Linked DNA regions of Mus musculus: region 1 is linked to region 2. The links are chromatin contacts, called in public promoter capture Hi-C maps. All regions are on one chromosome and are shown on one strand. The core of a region is the stretch at or near the end of the contact, and the rest is flanking DNA. Distances in the headings are between cores, read along the strand shown. Region 1 holds the start of Inf2 (inverted formin, FH2 and WH2 domain containing). Region 2 holds the start of Tedc1 (tubulin epsilon and delta complex 1).

Region 1 (7,135 bases), core at 434-2,933, 570 kb after region 2:
CTAGGCCCGTTCCCCTTATGGTTCCCCTTATGGTAGCCCCGAGAGACTAACTCTGAAGCTCACTCTAAAAAGAGAGAGGTATACCCTCTCTAACCACAATGCCCACTGGCCAAGGAACTATGCACCTATTAAACACCTGCTGTGTGCAGGGTCAGGCAGTACAATATTAGGCCCCATCCTTCAGACCGTGAGGACCCTCACAGAGCCCAAGGACTCAGCCTACTCCGGAGACCGCCACCATTCCTGCCCAGAATGGCCCAGCAGCAGCCTGCCTGCACCCACAGGTGTCCCCATCACCCACCATCCTGCAATTCTCCTGCCTCCTCCAACAGCTTTCATAAGCCTGAAAACTTTCCCCTGTAACAAGTGCACTTTGGTAGAAGGTGAACGAGTCTATTTAAGGTAGGTGCTTTCAGGTCTCAGCACAGCGAGATGGGTGCAATTAGCTAGACAGCCATCAGCACCCCCACAAAATGAGGGGCCTCAGCTGGAGGTTAACCCCTCAGGAGCAGAACCCTTGCCAACAGCCTGCTTGGGTACCAGGGAGGGAAGCTTAGAGACCGCCAGGAAAAGGTAGGAAGGCAGAGCCAGGCAGGGCAACTCCTACCTGGTCCTAGGGGGACCCCCAGCTAGGTCAACTTGCACAGCTGCTCCCCAACCAATGGGTTGGGACAGGGAGAAGCCTTAGTCTCCAGCCTTGGAACAAACACCTTTTTTTTTTTTTTTTTTTTTTTTTTGCTCTAGGGGTTACAGTGTCTGCTTCCCAAATGCCCCCTGCCCTGGGTGACACCCTGAAGGGATACAGTCTGAGACACTCTCCTCACCCTTCAAGTTTAGAGAAGGAATTGAGGCCCAGAGAGGACGGGTAAGGAGGGACTTCCCAACTCTGGCTTCGACCCGGGCGTGCAAGCTTTAGAGTGGGTGCACTGACCTGGAGCCCAAGGCAGGAAGGAGCAGGGTCATTTTTGCCGCTGACTCCTGGTGTGTCCAACCTGTCACCGTGTGCCACCGGGCACTGAGCGGTTAGAAGACGGGACACACGGGCCCATAGACGGCTCTCCATCCCATAGTCCTCTAGGGAGTCCACCAAAGCATAGTTGGGCTTTCTGCTAAGATCACCTTCATTCCCAGCGTCCTTGCCCAGGAGGAGGGTAGACAGGGGTAGCCACAAGAAACAGAGCTGTGTCACTCTCTCAGGTCTGCCTTAGCCCACCGGCGGCGGGCATCTTTAGAAGCTAGCTGTCAGGGCGGGGCCGCAAGCTCGCCCTGTGCTATCCCGGAGGCGGACCTCCAGTTGAAGTTTATTTTCTCAACTGTGGCTGATTCATGGTCAGGATGTGGTAGCCGCAAGGTGGGGGAACTCCTCCAGTCCGACCCGGAGCAAACACCCTATGAGCAGTGAGCATCATCTCCATATCAGCCCGTAGTCGAGGGCCAAGAGCGCGGGACCAGGTTCTTGGCCACCTTGGTGCACACGCGGCAGTCCGCTCCTCAACCCCAACCATTTCCCTCACTGCCCCCAGACTCGGTTTCCCTCTGCGTTCCAGGCTAGCCCGAAGCCGCGGACTTACCGGGTGGGGGTACAGCCGAGAGATGGTGCAGAGTGCTGTGTCCCGGCGCCGGAGCGTCTGGGGCTGCGGGCGGCGGCCTCGCGGCTGCTTTCCGCACAGTCTAACCGCGCTCGCGGGCCGGGCGGGGCTGGAGGGAGGAAGGGGAGGTGCGGCCCCACCCGGCGGCGGCCACGTGGGGGGCGGTGCTGCCCGGGGCGGGGCGGGGTGGGGTCTCCAAGGAAGCCCTGCCCACCCGGGTCTGGCATCTCTGCGGGGGCGGAGAGATGAAAAGGAATGGGACATTCCGGGACTCTCTAGAGACCTGCTGGGAATGGCCCTTTTGCCTCCGACCTCACTGTCAGTTCCCGCCCAGGCTCCCTAGCACGTTCCTTATCTCTCCCCTACGCTGGCCATCTGGTGGACTCACGAGTTGGTCAGGTTCTCCACCACCTCTGGTCCAGCTCTGCCTCCCACACGGGAGCCCTGCTGTAGGCTGCTGATCTTGAGAGTCCTCCGATGTCCCTACCTTCATCCTTTTTTCACTGGAGGTAGCTATTTCCAGTTTCTAGCTCTGTCCTGAGGACCTGCTGAAGTGCTCTCCCTGGCCCTAGCCTGGGCTGTGCGCCCTCAGTTTCTCCAGCTTGAAGTTGTACCTTTAAAAGGTTTATGAACGTGAATAAAGGGTCTCCACTTACTTGAGCCTTGAATCTTCCAAGCTGGGTGGAGGGCATGTGGCGGGTGGGCAGAGTGAAGGGCTCTGGATCTCCTGTAGCCATTCTATCCTGGACACAGCATCATGCTTGGGGGTTTATGTGCTCTTCTGCCACATGGGATTAAGCACAGCCTTGGCTGCCTGTAAATGTCCATCTCAGTATTCTGTGCCCCCTGCTCGGCCCTATCATCTCAAGCGCAGGGCCAAAAGCAACCTTTGATAGCTAGCCAGTGTTGGGATGGCCCCAAAGTGCTTGGTGTGCACCGCCAAGGCAGGTGCTGACTGGCTCTTGGACACTGCCCAGCCTGGGATGTAAGTCTTGGCCGTTCCTGTAGTGGGACTCAGCTGTTCTTAGAATGCACAGTCCCTGCAGCCACCAAATGAGCCACTCAGCCCCACTAACGCTCAGCACAGAGACCTTCTGTCTGGGCTGCAATTCTGGTTACCCAACATCACCTAGGTCTGGTGGCTCCTTCTGGGAAGGGGTCAGCAAGGTTTACTCACTCTGTCCTGGGCCTTTGGTCAGAGGGTGTGTTTATTTACCCAAAAGGAGGAATGTGACTATGGCCCCAGCCTGGAGGACTGTTGGCCTCAGCCTGTCACCATCCCTCATTCCCTCATCCCCCCATGAGACCGCAGTGGCTGTGTTTGGGAACTGTGTCATCTTTCCAGGTTCTTCTGCAGTGGCCCTGAGGGAGGTGCGGCCCTGTTGGAGCTGTTCCTCAGGGTCAGGCCAAGCCATGAGAGGCCAGAGCAGGATGAAGCGGGCAGAGTAGCTAGTTGGTAGCTGGGGTCAGGGTTCAGAGATCTGGCAGTTTGTGGCTCTGGATGCTGCAGGAGTGGGAGTTTCCCTTGAACCTCAGCTTGGGCTCTCTGTGGCCACAGAAGTGACGTTTCTGCTTCAGGAGCGTCACCTGCCTGAGTGCGGTGGCTGTTCTCGGGCCTTTCCCATTTCCTTTTTTGATTGTTTTGTGAGTTGTTGCACTACATAGCTTAGAAATATCGATTCTCCTGTCGCAGCCCTTGGAAAGTAATAGGATTGCAGGATTGTGCTACCATAGTGTTTCTCTCTCTCTCTTTCTCTGTCTCTCTCTGTGTGTCTCTGTGTCTCTTTGTCTCTGTTGGTTCACTGTCTCTGTGTCTGTCCCTCTATATCTCTGTGTCTGTCTCTCTCTCTCTCTCTCTCTATGTCTTTGTGTCTGTCTCTGTCTCTCGTCTCTGTCTGCCTCTCTGTCTCTTTCTCTCTGTGTGTCTCTCTCTGTGTCTCTGTCTCTCTATGTCTCTATGTTTCTCTCTGTCTGCCTCTCTGTCTTTTTCTATCTCTGTCTCTCTCTGTGTCTCTGTCTGCTTGTCTTTGTCTTTCTCTGTGTCTCTGTGTCTGTTTTTGTGTCTTTGTCTCTGACTCTCTGTGTCTCTGTGTCTCTGTGTCTATGTCTGTCTCTCTGTCTCTGTCTGCCTCTCTGTCTCTTTCTCTCTGTGAGTCTTTCTCTCTGTCTCTCTCTGCTTGTTCTTTCTCTACTCCTCTGTCACCCTCGGGTGCATTACCAAAGTGGCCTCAGAAATGTGCTTTCTCTGGCCATACCCAGCACACTGGGCCCCAAATGGCTTTCTTTCTAGTAACCATAGCTATGGGCAGCACAAATTCTGGAGTGTGAGTCTGTCCTCACAGCTGGAAGTACACACAGGGCTCCTCGAAGCTTAACACTAGATGCCTACAGACATGCAGGTCTGCACCAGCCACCCATGACCTGGGCTGACTGCACACTCAGGTAGAGTCCCACACACCTGCCCACACTGAGAGTGTGCCCCATGTGGACATGTTGGGGCCTCCACCTGAGGAGAGCTCACTACTGCTTCATCAAGAACCAGAGACTGGCTGTGATCAGAGCAAGGGCGGAGCAGACCTCAGTACTGCCAGCTTGAGCTTCTCTGGGAACAAAGCAAGCAGGCGTGGGTGTTTCCAAAGAGAACGCTTCCAGCTGGGTGGAATGGTTGGCCTGGTGTACAAAGCCCAGACAAACAGCAGGTATAGCAGGTGACTCCTTACAGTCAGAGGGGGTACTTCATTCAGGCTGGGACTCCAAGAAGCAGCAGACTAGGTTTCATTTCCTCTGTCATTTGTGTTCCTTTTTATCTTTTGCTCTTGGAAACTGTTTCTTTTCTCTTCCTCCTGGGTTCACTGAGACCCCTTCTGATGGTGTGATAGAAGAAGTAAAAGCATATCCACGCACCACTCCTCTACCCACCGGCCTTGAACGGGTGTCTGAGAAAGACAAGAGCAGCCGAGTTACCTTGGCATGAGTGAAACGGCTCTCATTGGTTCTAGCCCCAAGCCCATACCCTGACTATGACTGTGTTGTACAGCCCTCGAAGGCCTCCATGCCCCTCACAGCATCCCTTCGCAACCCCCCTTTCTCTTGTGTCTCCATGAATGCTCAGAGACTCCCTAAGTGCTTGTTGCAGAAGATAGACACTAGAGAGGACCCATCCCTTACCCAAGGGGGGTCAGGTTGGAACAAGGACCAAGCACCTGCTTTGAAAAGGCACAATGAACAGTTTGGTTGGTCAAGGACTTAGGTCAGAAGAGAGCTCTATCCTGTTTGGATATTGCACAACACATCAGAGCATTATCTGAGATCTGCGGATTCTGTGTTCGTGAATATGCCTACTCACTGAAATCTATCTGCAGCCCTAAGATCAATACCGGATGTACATTTGCAGCCCTTCACAGGCACATATTCATCGAGAAAGTCGGGCTCACAGATGGATGGGTGGAGGTTCTCCCCATCTCTTTAGCGCATGATCTTGCATTTGGGCTTCTTATTGGTGATCTTACCAAAGTGAGCAGAGCTGTAAGCTCCAAAAGGCCCTATTGTGCCTTGTGAAGAGAACATGTGTGGTCCATGTATGAGTTCTGGTGCTGCAGTCCAGAGTCGGTGTCAATGAAGCAGCAACACATTAAACAGGGCATGTGGAAGACGTTACCAGAGGCTCTCAGGCACCTATGCTCGTATCTCCTCAGCAGCACAGCTCAGCCTTTGTTAGTCACACCTGGCCGATGGCCCATAGCAGAGACACGTCAGCCTTTATTATGTCAGTAGCTTTATGGAACATAGGGACTAATAAAACAATGTATGTATTCAGCTGATTGTTTTATAGCATGGCAAGTTTTCGTTCTTATCCACCCTGGAGCCGCCAGCCAGGAAACACTTGAGACCCCTCAAAATTTCACTGTGTATTCTCAGCCCCCACATTTGCACCCCTGGAGACGAGGTCATTCCTCCTCTTGCCTGTTCAGTTTCAGATTTTCTTTTTTGGCCAGGGTTAGAATTTTATAGCACATCCACCCTTGCAATTCTACAGAAACCTTTGGCTCATTAGTGCTTTCCTGTATTTCTAACTTGTTCACACCCACACTTACACACACCCTTACAAACACACATACTCACGAACACACACTCACAACATACACTTAAACACTCACACACATATACACACTCACATTCACACATGCTCACATGCACACACTCACACACACTGGAACACACATACACTTATACTCATATTCACACACTCATACACACTCACACACATACACACACTCATACACATACACACATTCACATACACTCACACACATGTATTTTTTGAGAACTTCACATACAAGCACTACGTCTATAACACTCCTGCCCCTTGTTCCCCCCACTAACTCTTCACTAGTTTCCCCAAAATTCATGATCCCTTCTTTGATTTATTGTTACACACACACACACACACACACACACACACGCACATATGCATATGTGTATGTATAACCTACTGAGTTCATTTAAAATATGCTTATTCTATTTTACTTTACATGTGTGGATATTTTTGTTTGCATGTATGTCTGTGCACCATGTGCAGGAAGTGCTTGCAGAGGCCAGAAGAGTGTTTCAGATCACCTGCCAGAGTTACAAACGGTTATGAGCTGACATGTGGGTGCTGGGAATCGAATCAGTGTACACTGGAACAGCAAGTGCTCTTAGCTGCTGAGCCATCTCTCTAGACCCTACTCAGTCCATTTATCTTGGACTGACCAGTGTCCACGTGGCTTGAGTGTCCAGGCTTAGGATAGGATAACCTGTGTGGGAGCCATCCCGGGTAGAGACAGAGTCTCCTGCTCTCTGCAGTTATTAACCACTCGTAGTGCTTCTTCTAGGGGTAGGGCCTTATGGACTTACTTGTGTCCAAGCTGGCCTGTCAACTGGGATTGTCATTGTGATGGTCTTGTTGAGGCAGCCATATTGTTGAGAGTTCACAAGTACCGTTTCTCTGTCTATCCAACAACAGAAGCCTTGGGCTCTAGCTTGTTCTTTCCCATTGCTTTGAAATATACCACCAGTAAACATCACAATCCACCCAGCCATTAACTGCTGGTGGTCCAGGGGTTGGTACAGTCAGCCATCTTACACAGCTTACACATCTAGACAAGTTTCCTGGTGGAGGCTAGCCTCTGCTCTTATGTGGACACCCAGGGTGGGGTTGCAGGCACAGGTACTCATCTTGCCCCCAGCTTCTTCCTCTGCACAAATGCTGGCCCTTCACAGCTAGGCTCTGAGCTAGACAGCTGTGCATGGATCACTAAGTGTTTGGTGGGCTTCCTTACCACAGCCCCCTGGCCAGCCATGGTCGTATCGGGGACCATGCCCAGAGACATCATCTGGGCTTTTCCGATGGCCTTCGATGAGTCCAAGCCACAACCTGTCCCTCCATGCCCTGATACATGCATATACCTCTTCTTCCATTTCAGGCCCCTGGTTGCCCCATCAGGCCATAGCCCAAAGACATGCACATGGCTTCTCACATTGCTTGGTGCAGTGAAGGTGGAAAG
Region 2 (7,255 bases), core at 3,815-6,314:
TTCATCTTCCAGGTGGGAAGAGCTTCCAAACGCTACCACCAATGAGCCTGGGCAGGGCCAGAACGGGCAGGGGAGGCAGAGAAAAACGTCCTCACCATCCACTGCCAGAACACCAGCTCACGGCGCCGCCACTCCAGAGCTGCCTCCAGGCGGATGTTCTCACTCTCCAGTGCTTGCAGAAGCTAGGGGAAAACCACAGCTGACACAGACCCGCTGACCCACCGACCTGCCGACCCACCGACCCGCTCCTGAGCCACTTTCTAGACCAGGGGCCTTTGACCAGAGTGCTCTGTCCAATAGCCCACTAACTGGAAGCTGTCCCAAAGCCTGCATAGATAACAAGGAGCAGGGAGCCCACTGGGTCATCCCATGTAACTGTGGGAAGAGTTTGCAAGTGATGAGGACTTAGGCATAGCAGAGGGGCATGCGACAGAGTTCAGACATGCTTAGGGGGTTAGGACAGGGCCAGAAGATAACCTTTGCCCACCCTCAACAACAGAAAGCTTGCTAGTCTAACAGCTGTGCATCAGTGACAGAGCAGCACCTCTTCCTCTTGGGGTACACTCCCTGCTTAGCTAGAGCCAGAAGCTGCTAGCTCTTTATCTCCCACCCTTGGTCCTCTGGCTGGTAACCCCCCCCCCCCCGACTTAGGGAATCCCTTCCGAATGTCGATGATCCAACACAGCTGACCCTTCTGGAAGACAGAATGCTCAGCAATCTGTAAACTGAGGGTGGATGCCAGGGATGCCCATAGGTGCCAGGCCTAGTCACAGGCACAACCTACACAAAATGTAAGTGCTCCCACATTTAACACCTGCACGAGGGACCCAGGGAGAGGACCCTTGCAGATGACAATACGTGCCAAGCCCTCTGCACCTCAGACCCCCAAACCAGGCTCTGCAGAGAAGTTTCCCATGGCCTGAGAAACTGGAGAGAGACCCTGAATGCTAGCCAAGGCCAGTCCATTGGGGCAAACACAAGAGACAGGAGATCAGAGCCACCACTTAGCCATGCGCAGAGATGGGAGAGTGGTGAGAGATGTAAGCAGCCAGCCAGATCAGGGTGAGTGGAGCACAGAGTGTGGTCCACAGGTGTACCACCCAGTACCAAAGAGCAAAGACCCTACCCACAGATACAAGGCACCTAGACACACCATCAGAAGGGCAGATAATACAGACCCCAAGAATAGTCCCCAGGGGCACAGTGCCCCCAGACCGTGGGGTATGGGTGTGATAGACGAGCAAATAAACCCCTTCGCTTTGCCATGGCTCCACCCTCAATTCTGCAGTCTCCTGAGGCAATCTCCCTGAACCTCCTCCCAGTAGGAGCAAGGACACAGAGGTGCAAACAGAAGGCTGTGGGCTCCACTGTGATCCAGGAAACTGACTACCAATGCAACAACAGGCCTGGCTGCTCACACACCAGGCACACACCATTCCAGAAACTTCTGGGACCTGTCTGCGGGTGGGCCAGATGCAGGTTTTAGCCAGCTCCTCTCCAAATACAGGAAAAGAAGCTGACCTGAGGCCTTGGTCCACTTAGCTGTCCACAGTCCTCCGTCTCAGCACAGGACAGCTTCTGAGACAAGTGGTGCCGTAACCAGCGGCCTCCCCGCACCCTGCCCCTGGAGTGGTTCTGTGGGAAAGTCCCAGGCAGTGCTTGACCAAGCATGGGAGGCCTCTGCTATAACCCAAAGTCCAGCAGTCGAGTCACATTCAAAAGGGGGTCAGAGGCAGGGGTGTGCATAAGGACCCTTAAGTCTATCTCAGCACTTCAAGGTCAAGCGCTGGCCCTACAAGGCTGGACCCAGCCTGGGATTTATCTAGGGATACAGATCCAGCTGACACCAACGGCCAGGTACCTGACCCAGGAAGCACCTTTGCTTCAGAGCATACAAATCACCAGAGCACAGAAGGAAGCCCAGATCCGGAATCTGCCAACCAGCCTTGTAGCAAGAGCCCCAGAAGATGACAGGAAGAGTGGGAACCAGGAATCTAGCCATCCGCCCCTCACCCCATGAGCCTCTGCTTTCACCCACCCAGCCATAGGACGGACGGGCCTTTGAGAGGGTAGAGTCTGGACTGGAGAGGGAAGAGGCAAACAAGGGAGTTGTGCCTGGAAGAAGGCAGCATCTGAGCCCCAGTTCAGGTGCGTAAGAATACAAGCCTAAGGCCGGCAGAGGCAGCCAACCACTCGGGCTGGTTTAAATCCAGCCCCGAAGTGATGCCCAGTCCTGAACCTGTCCTATAAACCTCGGAGATAAGCTGAGCAAAAGGAAGACACCAGTGATATAGATGGGTAGGACCCTAGAAAGGCAAGGAAGGATGGAAGGACAGCACAAGGGGAGCAGGGGTGGGGTGGGGTGGGGACCAAATATCCTGGGGAGAAGCTGGGATGGGGCCAATACTGACACCTTCCTTGGGCCTCGTCATCCCCGGGGTCTCATAGCCTACTGTTCTGCAGGGCTCTGCTCGCTCTCTCACTCTCCCTCTTTATAAAGATTTGTTTATTCTTTTTTGTTTGTTTGTTTTTTGTTTTGTTTTGTTTTGTTTTGTTTTTCGAGACAGGGTTTCTCTGTATAGCCTGGCTGTCCTGGAACTCACTCCGTAGACCAGGCTGGCCTCGAACTCAGAAATCCGCCTGCCTCTACCTCCTGAGTGCTGGGATTAAAGGCATGCGCCACCACTCCTGGCAGATTTGTTTATTCTTATTTATCTGAGTACACTGTAGCTGTCTTCTGACATACCAGAAGAGGGCATTGGATCCATTGCATATGGTTGTGAGCCACCATGTGGTTGCTGGGAATTGAACTCAGGACCTCTGAAAGAGCAGCCAGCACTCTTTAACAGCTGAGCCATCTCTCCAGCCCGGCTCTCTTAAGATTCAAGTCTATCAGGAAGCTCAGGAGCCCACTGCCTAGAAAAGCCATGCTTGGAAAGAAGTAAATGGCTCCTGGGCAACGAAGGAGGATTAAGGCCTACAAACATCCAGGCCAGTACCCTGGCCTTCCTGTTAACCTCCCCACGCTGATTCCTGTGAGTCTAGCCCCAGGCTCTGAAGGACAGCCGGCCTGCTCACACTCAGGCTTTCCTACCTCCAGATACGTCAGGTAGAACTAGAGGTTCATCTCAGACCTGACAGCAGTGTTTTCCCATTCCAGTGGTCCCCTTCCGGAACCCCAACTGTGACACTAGCCACCCACAGTAACAAACGACAGTGATTGGCTGTCAAAGCCTAACACCAGCCGGGTATTTCCCCAACAGACCAAACACCCTGCCATGAGGCAGCGCCCACTGCAGCACCCTGCCAATCCTCACCTGCTGACCGCTCTCTGGATCTCTAAGCATCTCTGTTTCGGCAACAGAAAGATGGCCAAGGCTCTGTTGGCTGTGGCATCCCTGCGTGTACAGGTGGATCTGTAATAGGTAAAATAGCCAGGCTGGGGAGTAGCTCCCAGCAAGATCTTTCAGCCGAATATGGGCACCTTTAGAGACCACTTATAACCAGAAAGGACAGAGCTGGGCTCAGGATACCCCAGTAATACTGGGGGCAGAGGCTGCAGAAGGGCACCAGACAACTTCACCGAGGGCTTCCACACCTTGCTCACCAGGACACAGGTAAAGCACGGTCCGTCCCTGCTTGTAAAGGTCAGAGTTGGGATAAGCCCAGCAGTCCAGTGGTCCAATAGTGGTGACAGAGATGGACCCCAGGGAAAGGCAGCCTGGGCACAGGGTGAAGAGCCATGTGCCTGTATTACCTTGCTGAGGAGGATACACTGCTCCTGCTGACTAGAGATCAGGCATCGCCACCTAAACCGCAGCCTTCCCATCAGCCATTCCACTAGTCGGAGATCCACGGGGCTCTTTGGTTCCACAAAGGGTGCAGGAGGACCAGGACTGGTTGGGGCCTCACAGTAGAGAGGGAACAAGAGTCAGCCCTGCTATACATCCCATATCTCGAGGAAGGACCAGGACAGGGAAGCTGTACTACTGACGTACATCCTCAGCTTCAAAGCTGGATGAGAACCACACCAAGGGCAAATACCACATGAGCTGGAAGCCCGGAGAAATCCACGGGTTCTGGGCAAAGCAGGGCTCTGACACCCTCAATTACATACTCACCTCCCACTGGGGCAACTGGTCACCCAGCTGCACACGGGTCTGGGCAAGCAGCTGCTCAAGCAAGGGTCCTCGGGCGAGGAGCCAAGACAGGGCCAACAGCAGTTCCCGGCTTCCCTGAGAACTGCCGTCTGGAAATTGTAGCAGCACAGACCTGGGGTAGCCTTGGGAGCCCAGTGCTGATTTCACCACACAGGCTTGGGCCTCTGGAGTGGGAAATGATCAGATCAGGGGGTGCTAACCTGGAGATTTCACCTGGATCCCTCTGGGGACCTGAGAGCACCCCCTAAGCTTAGAACCTGCTAAGCGTGGACTAAGGAGGCGAGATCTGAGAGTCTATGAGGAGGCAAAGTGATAACCAACGGGCAGGATTTCTGTGAGTGGTTGGCCAGTCTCAGCGTTTCACTGGAGTGATAAAGCCACTACTACCCAGGTAAGCGTGGTAAAGGCTAGTGGGAACTTATACTAATGGAAGTGGGCGCAACAGCGAGAGGAGCAGGTGCCTGCAGGAAGGGAGGAAACAACAGAGGAGCTTTGATGGGGCGGGACTTGGTGGGTTAAGACAAAACTACAATAGCCTTGGGGAGCGGCTTTCTGAGAGGGCGGGGCTTACCTGGGGCAAGGTCGGTCCAGGTATTGTTTGCAGCAAGCGGTGAGAGCACGCGCAAGAGAAGCTGCCAGAGCACTGGAGCCTGAAGCAAACGAGGAGTTTGTAGTCAGCGGGTATCAGGTGTCACCTACATCAGCCCAGGCAACGCCTGCCCCGACCCCGACCGCCTACTCGAATAGCCTCACCGCCTCAGGTCGATCGAACTTGGCGCGGCGGAAGATTTCTGGGCTGGGCCCAGCAGGCAGGCACCGACTCAGCGCGGCGACAGCCTCAGGCAGGGCCCGGGCAGCCCCTTCCACCCGGCTCCGCCGCCGCCGCATACAGCCAGCACTAGACAGCCTCGGATTGCCCGCTCGGGACCCCGACCAATCACAGTTCCGGATGAGGCCCGCCTTCTCCCCTCAGGCCCAATGAACGATGACTCTGGCGTTTGAGTGCCTACCAGTCTATCCCGTAGGCAGGCACTTCCGGGGTCGGGGGCGGGGATTGGAGGTGCCAACTCCGTTGGAACTCACCAATCAGCACCTCGACTTATCAACCGCCTTAGCAACCCCGGGCTAGGGAAGCGCGAGGCTGGAGGGCGCGCATGCGCCCGAGGTGTTCCCTGGAGGAGCGGAGGAAGGAGCAATGTGGCTCCACCCAGCCACGAAGGGAGTGTCTCTGCGAAGCCGCCCTGGAAGGAACCCGCCGCCAGGGGTCGCCAGGCCTCCGCGAGAAGCAGCTGAGCCCTGCGAAGTGGGTGGGGAGTTCCGGGGGCCACGTCGCCAGAAGTCTCTTCGGAAAGCCATCCTCCCTCTCATGTACAGCCAGCCCCAGACTTCCTTGTCCCCATATTCATTCTTCCTCCAGCCACTAGAAGAGCAGTTTTTAAGGAAAATTCTCCACTTCATAAAAGGGTGCGGCCCTCTCTTTTAAGGTTGAACTTAGTTTTGCACTCAGCCCTTCAGGAGCAATCTTGGTAAGCTTTGAGAATCCCGCAAGGATTCACAGTAGCTACATGACAATGGCAGAATGAACCCAGAGTGCAACCTGATGCACGGGGAAAGACATGCAGTCGGCAACTATCCTCCGCAACCGGCATGAGCCTACTACGTGGCTACAACCTAGGTGAAGCCAGAGCAGCCTCTGTGGGAAGCCGGATGCGAAAGATCACATTATGTGCGCCAGTGCGTGTGGAGGAGGGCCGGACAAAGGCCGGACGCTGCCAACGGTGATCCAGAGACAAGCCTGTAGGCGACGAGTGGCAGGAAGAATTGCTGGGGCGAGACCTGAACGCTCGAGCGGACACAAACTAAGCTTTGTGCCCTCGATGTCGCCACCAAAAATAGTTGGAGCAGCGGACAGACAGTACTGCGTGTACTCTGCATCTCAAAGCTAGGAAAGAAGAGGCAGGTGGAGAGGGAGAGGGTGCGGTGCGGAAAAGGAAAGTGAGGTGAGAGGGAGGGGCAGAGCTGTCCCTTGGCACCTGCCAGTTTAACGGCGGTCTACAGGATGGCCACGCCCTCCGGAAGTGCGGAGACTGCGGGCTCACCTTTACCTTGACCCTCCCTGTGTTTTGCTGCAGACCTTCCTCTGCTCATCTGGATACCTTCAGCTATTCTGCCTCAGGGTCTCCTCCTTCCTGGCCCCTTGCCACACAGCAAATGGCCTCGCCCAGCTAGTTTCTACCTGCTCTTCCTGCCCTCGCTTCAGAGCCATGCTATACTGCACACCTTAAACACGAAGCGCCCTGAAAAGCACAAAGACTTGAGTTCTTGTCTACTGTGCCAAGGAACTCCTGATACACCCTTATGGAACTCTCTGCCGCTTAGGCTTCTTTGCAATACTATACACTTCCCTCACCTGACCTGCTCATTCCTACAGGCCTCTCAGGTTGCTGGAGGCCCAAGTCTACTCCAGTTGAGAGACGTGGATCTGGGCTCGAGGGGCTGGAAGTATGAGGAAGACAGGGGCCTTAAGGGTGGAAGACAACAGGGGAAAGTGAGTTTCTGCCCTTCACCCATACATCTCTTCCAGGTCCTCTGCAGGTCTGGTTGGACACCAAAGATACCCTCACCCCTCCTAGTAGGAAACTAATACCGAAGGTGGGCTTCTTCTACTCCATACTGTGGTCACCTCAAACACTATGGCCTCCACCTATTGAAATTCCAGAATCACCCAACAATACACACTACACTATACTACACTACACTGCAGACCACTTACTGGACTATCCAGCTTGTTCCTGCAGTGTAGGTGCCAAAGATGAACCCAGGCTAGACCAGGACACTGCTGAGACCTTTGTGACCTTGTTAAGTCCAAAGGGTTTTGAATGGCCAGTAGCATAGGGAAGGCAAAGCTGAGAGCTGCCTGGCTCTACAAGGGTTTCCAGAAAGCCCTTTCCACTGTCACCCTCAAATCCCATTAGAGCACTGGGTCACCCAGGGCACTCCTGTTCAGGGAAAAGGTGTCTGGGACCACGCTGAGCAGCTACAGAGCTCACCCACAAGGGTGCACTTCTGGGGACAGGGTGGGGTTGCAGGAAGTG

Evidence for each region. Promoter capture Hi-C pulls out the DNA fragments that hold promoters and counts their contacts.
Region 1: a promoter capture Hi-C map of pre-B cells shows a contact between it and region 2, with 2.6 times the contacts expected there. The contact joins the promoter of Inf2 here to the promoter of Tedc1 in region 2. A contact is called at or near these places in 2 of 39 promoter capture datasets (liver and pre-B cells), 3 of 484 Hi-C or Micro-C datasets (the G1E-ER4 cell line, the HL-1 cell line and myocytes), 1 of 115 datasets of contacts at active chromatin or transcription factors (thymic regulatory T cells) and 1 of 9 other capture datasets (adipose tissue).

Annotation. Positions count from the first base shown.
Region 1 is chr12:112,583,332-112,590,466 of GRCm38.p6, reverse strand. It overlaps Inf2 (inverted formin, FH2 and WH2 domain containing), which reads right to left and starts at 1,683. Exons shown (of 23, transcript NM_198411.2): 1 at 1,572-1,683.
Region 2 is chr12:113,154,230-113,161,484 of GRCm38.p6, reverse strand. It overlaps Tedc1 (tubulin epsilon and delta complex 1), which reads right to left and starts at 5,064. Exons shown (of 8, transcript NM_134041.3): 1 at 4,914-5,064; 2 at 4,732-4,810; 3 at 4,122-4,324; 4 at 3,758-3,907; 5 at 3,318-3,416; 6 at 96-182. The coding sequence starts at 5,048.